Regions from separate parts of the Ostrinia nubilalis genome. Here region 2 is linked to region 1. Evidence: chromatin contacts called from public Hi-C data. All regions are on one chromosome and are shown on one strand. The core of a region is the stretch at or near the end of the contact, and the rest is flanking DNA. Distances in the headings are between cores, read along the strand shown. Region 1 holds the start of LOC135080768 (dynamin). Region 2 holds the start of LOC135080938 (probable nucleoporin Nup54).

Region 1 (3,521 bases), core at 764-3,263:
ACCCACAACTGCAATTTGTGGAAGATCCAAAGACATGTGCACGCCCATTTGCACAAAGGCATCTTGTAATTTGTTTACAATTGGGATCAATTGCTGCATTCCAAAATTCCCAGCCATTTTTACTAAGTAACATTAATTTTAACTCAAATCACTAAAACACTTGCTCATCATCAATTCATCATCGATAAACTAATTTATTTTTCAATATGGTGGTGGGTGGTTACGTCGCGTTCCAATTCTGACGGGCAGCGCGATGTCAAACTCAAACTGTCAAAAAGAGCTATCATGTATAGAGATGGGTAGTGGGTAAAAACCCATTTCACCCGATTGGGTTAAAACTGGGTGATTTGGGTAAAAACCCGGTTTTTACCCATTATCACCCATTCTGGTGGGTGAAAACAAAAATAGCGTTTTTTTAAAGTGAGAAGTGGTATTTGTTGCTAAGGGGGCGTTCTAGTGTTACGTAATGCAATCTGGGGGGAGAGGAGGTCTTGAAAAACGTTACAATGCGTTACAGTGGCGGAAGGGCGGTTCGATTTCAAGTTTTTAAGCAGAAGTACTTTGTAGTTGGTGTTGTTATTTGTAACTTTATACCGTAATGTCATCAAAGAGAGAGTTTGGCATCTTTGGCATCCCCCCCCTCCATGTCCTTGCCATGATCACAAATTATTGTGTTCCTACTAAATTTCGAGTGTGCGCACACCTGTCACAAATCTAGCCGAAGACCCAAGAGCTAGATTGATCCGACACTATACCGAAGATATCCCGGACGTCAGTCTGTACGAGATTAGAATGGCTCTCAAACAGCTAAAGAACAACAAGGCACCGGGTGATGATGGAATCACGGCTGAGCTTTTGAATCAATAAACCTAAATGAGAAAAATTCGATAAAAATAAAGAAAAGATACCAATTGAAATAATTATAAAATTATTTGTTTTCACCCGGTGTAAACACCCACGGGTGGAATGAAACGGGTTTTTATTGGGTTTTTACCCTCATGTGGGTTTTTACCCGGGTGGAAACCCATCTCTAATCATGTAGCGCTGTACAGCGCTTAGAGCAAAATACCACATTTCAGTTGTAAGTGGTTTTAAGGGTTAACAAATAAATTTTTTATATTTCGATATCTTCGAAAATAGTATAGTATGTATGTATAACAGTAACAAATAATCAATTAAAGTCATTCACATTTTAAAGTACATAACCAATCAATAACATTAGACATGCGCACTAAATCTAGGCCAGTATACAAAAATAATATTATGTTTCACGAATCGTTTTTAAAGCTTAAAGAAGTAACAGAATTAGAAAGTCTTCAAATAATTTGTAAAATCTCAAATGAATTCAAAACTACTATAAATATTCCATAAAAAATACCTACAACCGAAACATATTACATTATTGGAATTAAAAATTGTTAATTAATATTAAGGGAGACTTTCCTCTCTTTAAATTTGATACCTAATCATTTTTTTATCTCACTTATCGATCTTTTTGTTACAACTTATAACATAAATTATATACTTGGGTAATTATGGATATAAATAATATAGGGTACTGATACTTGTTTTCACTAATGTAGCAACAAATTATGATTAAATGAAAATTTTATTTGATATAAAATAGACTACGTACCTGCCCACAAAATTTTCTAACACTGAACTTTTACCAGCCGATTGTCCACCTACAACTGCTATTTGTGGCAAGTCCAACTGCATATGCACACCAAGTTGTGTAAAAGCATCTTGTAGCTTATTCACAATTGGAATCAATTGTTCCATTCCTAAATTCCCCGACATGGCTGCCGGTTTTCTCAGGCACTCCTCGTTCTATGAGCTTCTCCGCAGAACTTCGCCTACTGATTTTTCGTTCATCAATATGATCCCAACGGGTATAAAGCGCATGCGTATGCATTAGAAGAGATCGACCGTTATTGCCATCTCTACGAGAAAAATCATTGAATTTCCTGGCTTGCTTGTATTTTCACTGCCACCATCCATGCAATAAGTTCTAGGTAGGTAGGTTTAGGTAGGATGATTTAGCTCGGGTAGGTATTATTTTACACAGTTGTATGCCAACTGAAGCAAATATTGCACCACGCACGGAAACACGAAATAGTAGACATATTAATAAATAGTTAGATATCGTAAAAAAAAAAGAGATAAATGTTATCTAATTGTTAATTTGTTACGAGGTATTAGTACTATACATTACCTATCACAGCATGATGATTTCGTGCCATAATTATTATGCAATGTAAAACATGTCTGATTAATTAGTGTAGTATTGCATAATTATTATTATTCTATTTATATTATAATAATATTAAGCTAACATTAGACCTCTTCCACCCCTTTGGCCAGAGAAGGTGTGGAAAAAAGGCTAAATGATGATTATGCTTTATATTATGTTATTATACTACATTAAAAAGAATATTCGCTATAGGTAGGTACCTATAGCGAATATTAGGATACTTGCGTAAGTAGTAAGTAAGGTAAGTATACGTTCGTATGTCATAAAGTTTTGAAACACGTACAGAAAATATTTTGAACAACATTTCACTATCTTAATAGGAGGAAAGAGGAGAATATAATTTTCTATACCGGAATCTATTTTTACCTACAGACTATATAATTTGGACCCATCTACGGACGGGTCGGACGGAATTCAATTTCCAATAACAAACAAATTACTAATGATCATAAAACTTATAAATATCATTGGACATTTTACACTGCGCCATTTCCATTTAATCCCAAATTAAGCAAACATTATCAAATGCAATGTGAATATTAAATTTATAGCGGGAATCGAACCCGTGACGTCTAGCATGATAGTAGTCCCTTACAAACCACTATCAATAAACAGCCGTCCAATATGTAAAATTCATTAACCCATTGTTCGAATCATGCAAGCCATGCTATAGGAATGGCGAACGGCAAAATGTTGGCGGAAAGTTAGTTCATGAGTCCTCCTGAGTCCGTTAATGACAAAAAATGTCTAAGTAATAGAAGAAGAGGTCCCACTTTCTGGGACACATTTAATTTATATTTATTTATTTTTTAAATTTTGGTCTCAGCTGGCCCTTTTGTAGAATTAGCCCCCCATATGTCAAAAAATCAAAGTCAAAAAACTGTCATTTGTCAAAGACAATAATATTAATTTTTTTTGAACACAACTGCGCAAAGATAATTGAAAGATAAACGCTCATTGATCCATTCTTTTGAAATCATTACATTTTCCAAAGACATTGAAAATCTTTGTAGACACCTTTGTATGGAATACAGAATTTTGGCTTGAAATTATACCCACTCACATAAACAAGCGGCCATTACAAAAAGTTAAGTGCGCGTTGAACAAGTTTAATTTATTCACATTAAAATAGGAAAACGACATTTTAAACCACTGTTCAATGCGCGTGTTTTTTTTTTTGTTAACGCCAAAGATGTTTCTTGAACAAGATAAATTCAAAAATGTTGATAAAAAAATCGTAAATCCGCGGCTGCGGTTTTAGACAAAA
Region 2 (3,521 bases), core at 627-3,126, 260 kb before region 1:
TGAGGCTGTCCAAATGTGTTGGTTCCAAGACCAGCGCCGAACCCACTAAACCCAGTGGTAGCTGGTTTAGTTCCAAATGCAGAACCAAATGTTGATCCAGTACCAAATGTTGATCCAGTACCAAATGTTGAAGTGCCAAATGTGTTGGAGCCAAGCGTGTTGGAACCAAGTGTGTTGGTACCAAATGTTGGGGCTGTACTGCCGAAAGTAGAAGTACCAGCTCCGAAAGTTGTACCTGTTCCAAATGTGTTGGTACCAAATCCACCAGTTCCAAAGCCTGTAAACAAAACACAATAGATGTTACATTGATGCTAGTTAAAAGGTAATAGATGATAGATAAAATACACTTTAGTCACACAAGACAAGAAAACAAAAAGAATGAAATATACAAAAGATACAGCACAAGATCATTAAAATTATAGATTGCATTATTAAGAGCAAGGTAATTTAATAAAAAGAAGTTTTAACTTTTTTTTTTCGTTAAACAGCTATTCTGGTTCCATGAAGTCCCAGTATCACTGACCAGTAATCTATTGTGATCGCCACTATTTTAATTACAATTCGCCTCCGAGTACTAGCTTACCAGGAAAAGCGATATTTTTTTATAATAATCACATACTTCACAGTTGCAAATTAACAGACTACATTACCTGTTGCAGGTTTAGATGTTGTATTTCCAAAGCCAGTTCCACCAAATAATGATGGTGCCGTAGACGCCGGAGCTGTCCCTAAGCCTCCAAAAGGTGCAGCTGCATACAAAATAAAATAAAATAAATCCTACTAATAATTTATAAAGGTGAAAGTTAGTGTGGATGTTTGTTACTCTTTCACACAAAAACTACTGAACAGATTTGGTTGAAACTTTACAGTATTATTATTTGTAACCCAGATTAACATATAGGCTATAATTTATGCGAATCTGTGGCACTAAATTTCAGGCGGATGAAGCCGCGAGCAAAAGCTAGTTAATTAAAATTTACACTTCATTTTCTGGGTACTAAGCTTATCAATAGCAGACTATTTAGTTTTTAAAGGAACTTGTAGCTTGTAGATCAAATAATAAAGCCAAAACAGAATGGATGTGACTTAGAGCATAGTATTCCAGTAATTAACTATTACACCAGAAAGCCTTGAATTTAAGTATTATTTAAACATTATGCAGTCTTTTTAAAAGTCGATAAATGACAGTATCAAAAGAAAAATATACCTGTACTAGTTGCTCCCAATGAACCAAAGCCAGAGGAAGTTGTGGAGGTTCCAAAACTGAATCCAGCGTTTGAGGTAGTGGCAGTATTAGTACTCCCAAATGAGAATGTTGCTATAACATACACAAACATAAGCCATAAGATCTAAACCTTTTAGAAAAATACATATAATTAATTGTCAAACTTTAAGAGTCAGTTGTAGTTAAAGGGATGTACTCAGACGCAAGCACAAGAACTAAATAAATAGTACAAAAATACCTCAATAACTAGTGCGCAACGGGACCAACTTGATGCCATTAGCAACATTTAACATTATTGTGACTAAGTCAAAGTTTTGGGAAAATAACTATACATTATGCAAACTTACGTTTAGCTGCAGAGCCGAAAGGGGCACTCTGGGTGGTACCTGTAGAAGCACCAAAAGAAAAAGCCATATCGGCCTAACGATATCTCTTGTTTATAAACTATGTATCATAACCTCAAAACACTGCAATATTGAAATTCTTGCCGCAACTCTTTGCAGCGTAGAAAGGTGACCGAAACTGACCAATAAATTGAATTATGGAATACTTTTAATTACATGTGTTTATAATAAATAATTTCGATCAAAAATTCAAAATGTATCGTCGGTACCAGGCTGTCAGTCAGCAGCTGTCAATCGTAGCATTTTTAATTATTTTTATAAAATTTGACATTTATTTCACGGCTCTGGATACAAGCTTTTACTCCAATTGATACATGATGTACAAGGAGTATTTACCACTAGTAGATGATCGTATCGTATCGTATCGTACCCACATGAGTAAAAGTTAATGGTCAGTCATATCGTATCGTATCCACATCATGAGTAAAAGTTAATGGTCAGTCATATGGTCAGTAAATGAAAAGAATCCACAGCTAGCCCATTTCGGTGATTTAATGATTTGCGTCGAATAGGTGTTTCTACTTTTTCTTTGTTTGTTCCAAAATTGCCCCATTGCATGACTGCCAATTTCTTACGAGCTCCGAGCCTAGACAAGTAGAACTTTTAGATTGCCCCGAAAATCGAATCAATTCACGGAGCGAAACTATATTATTTATTAACATACAAACGCGGAGCGCATTGTCGCGTTGTATTTATTTAGCCAAATTCGGACTTGCGCCAGTCACAGTCACTACTATCGCGAAAAAGGCTAGGGACGGGACGGAAGATACACTCCACTTGCAGAAAACTCAATTTCGCATTCGCATTATTAGGTGGGTACATAAAAGGGGAGGGTTTAACAAATCAAACTATTTCTCAAATCATAACTATTTTTATTGCATATCACATTTTAAATTGCTCAACATTATAATTATTTTTCGTGGTGGTAACACTAGCCAATGCCCACACAACAGCATAGAAATATGTCGTAATCACAAACGGAACATTCCAGAGAAAATTAAATGAATATTCTTTTTTCAATGTGACCTATACATTGAGATTTTAACAGCAATTTAGAGGCAATTATTATGCAATAAATAATCGGAGTATAGTCTTCGCCTCCCAGGGAATCCGTTATTTCTTTCCTCCAGGAGGCTGTAGTGGTTGGCCTCTTTCTTTTCCGCGAAGTTTTATGCCAATTGCTCTTTCGATTTTGCCGAGTACAATGTTATTGGGTATTCCACGACCGGCTTCATAATCGTTTACAATTTGAGGTTTTTCACAAATTTTCGTAGCCAAATCCTTCTGGCTCATGCCTTTAGCCTGCCGTCCTTGCATTATAAGTTTTCCCAGATCCAACGGAATCTTATCGTGGCGCAGTTCTTCAGTTTCTCTGTCCAATTTAGCTGTATTTTTTGTGGTAACGTGTTGTTTATTAGTACCTGCACCATATTTTTGTTGAGTATCCACGGGCAAACCTTGACGACGTGCGGCATTAACGGCTTGTTCAGTCTTCAATGCAGACGCTTTAGGTGGTTTTTTGCGTAGAATGGTAACCGTATCCCAATCAGACATTTTGCTGCTGTAATATCACTGGGTAGACTTGACGAAATTACGAAAAATTTTTCGCCGTGACAAACCTCACTCGTGTTCTCCGAGGTGAAGTAATTTTGTTTTTGCCATAGAGAAAAGTAATACATAGGAAATAGAGAACCCTCTCTGTCAAATTTTTGAACCTACTAATTGACAGCCTGGTGTTAAATTCCCTGTACTTAACCTACGTACGTAATGCTCACATACATACATAGTACACGCACACATACATACATAAAGTCCACGCACACATACACACAGTTCACGCACACATAGGCCCTCATAACCTTCAAAGAATTATTGTTTTTATGATGTACAAT

What was found. A called contact is a pair of places that touch in the nucleus more often than the background predicts.
Region 2: a contact with region 1 is called in a Hi-C map of whole body, with 8 times the contacts expected there. The contact joins the promoter of LOC135080938 here to the promoter of LOC135080768 in region 1. A contact is called at or near these places in 2 of 5 Hi-C or Micro-C datasets (both in whole body).

The regions. Positions count from the first base shown.
Region 1 is chr2:5,880,469-5,883,989 of ilOstNubi1.1, reverse strand. LOC135080768 (dynamin) reads right to left here and starts at 2,013. Exons shown (of 17, transcript XM_063975495.1): 1 at 1,637-2,013. The coding sequence starts at 1,800.
Region 2 is chr2:6,143,914-6,147,434 of ilOstNubi1.1, reverse strand. LOC135080938 (probable nucleoporin Nup54) reads right to left here and starts at 1,876. Exons shown (of 13, transcript XM_063975668.1): 1 at 1,573-1,876; 2 at 1,208-1,318; 3 at 651-749; 4 at 1-277. The coding sequence starts at 1,639. It overlaps LOC135086298 (endothelial differentiation-related factor 1 homolog), which reads right to left and starts at 3,302. Exons shown (of 1, transcript XM_063981086.1): 1 at 2,481-3,302. The coding sequence starts at 3,183. The coding sequence ends at 2,743.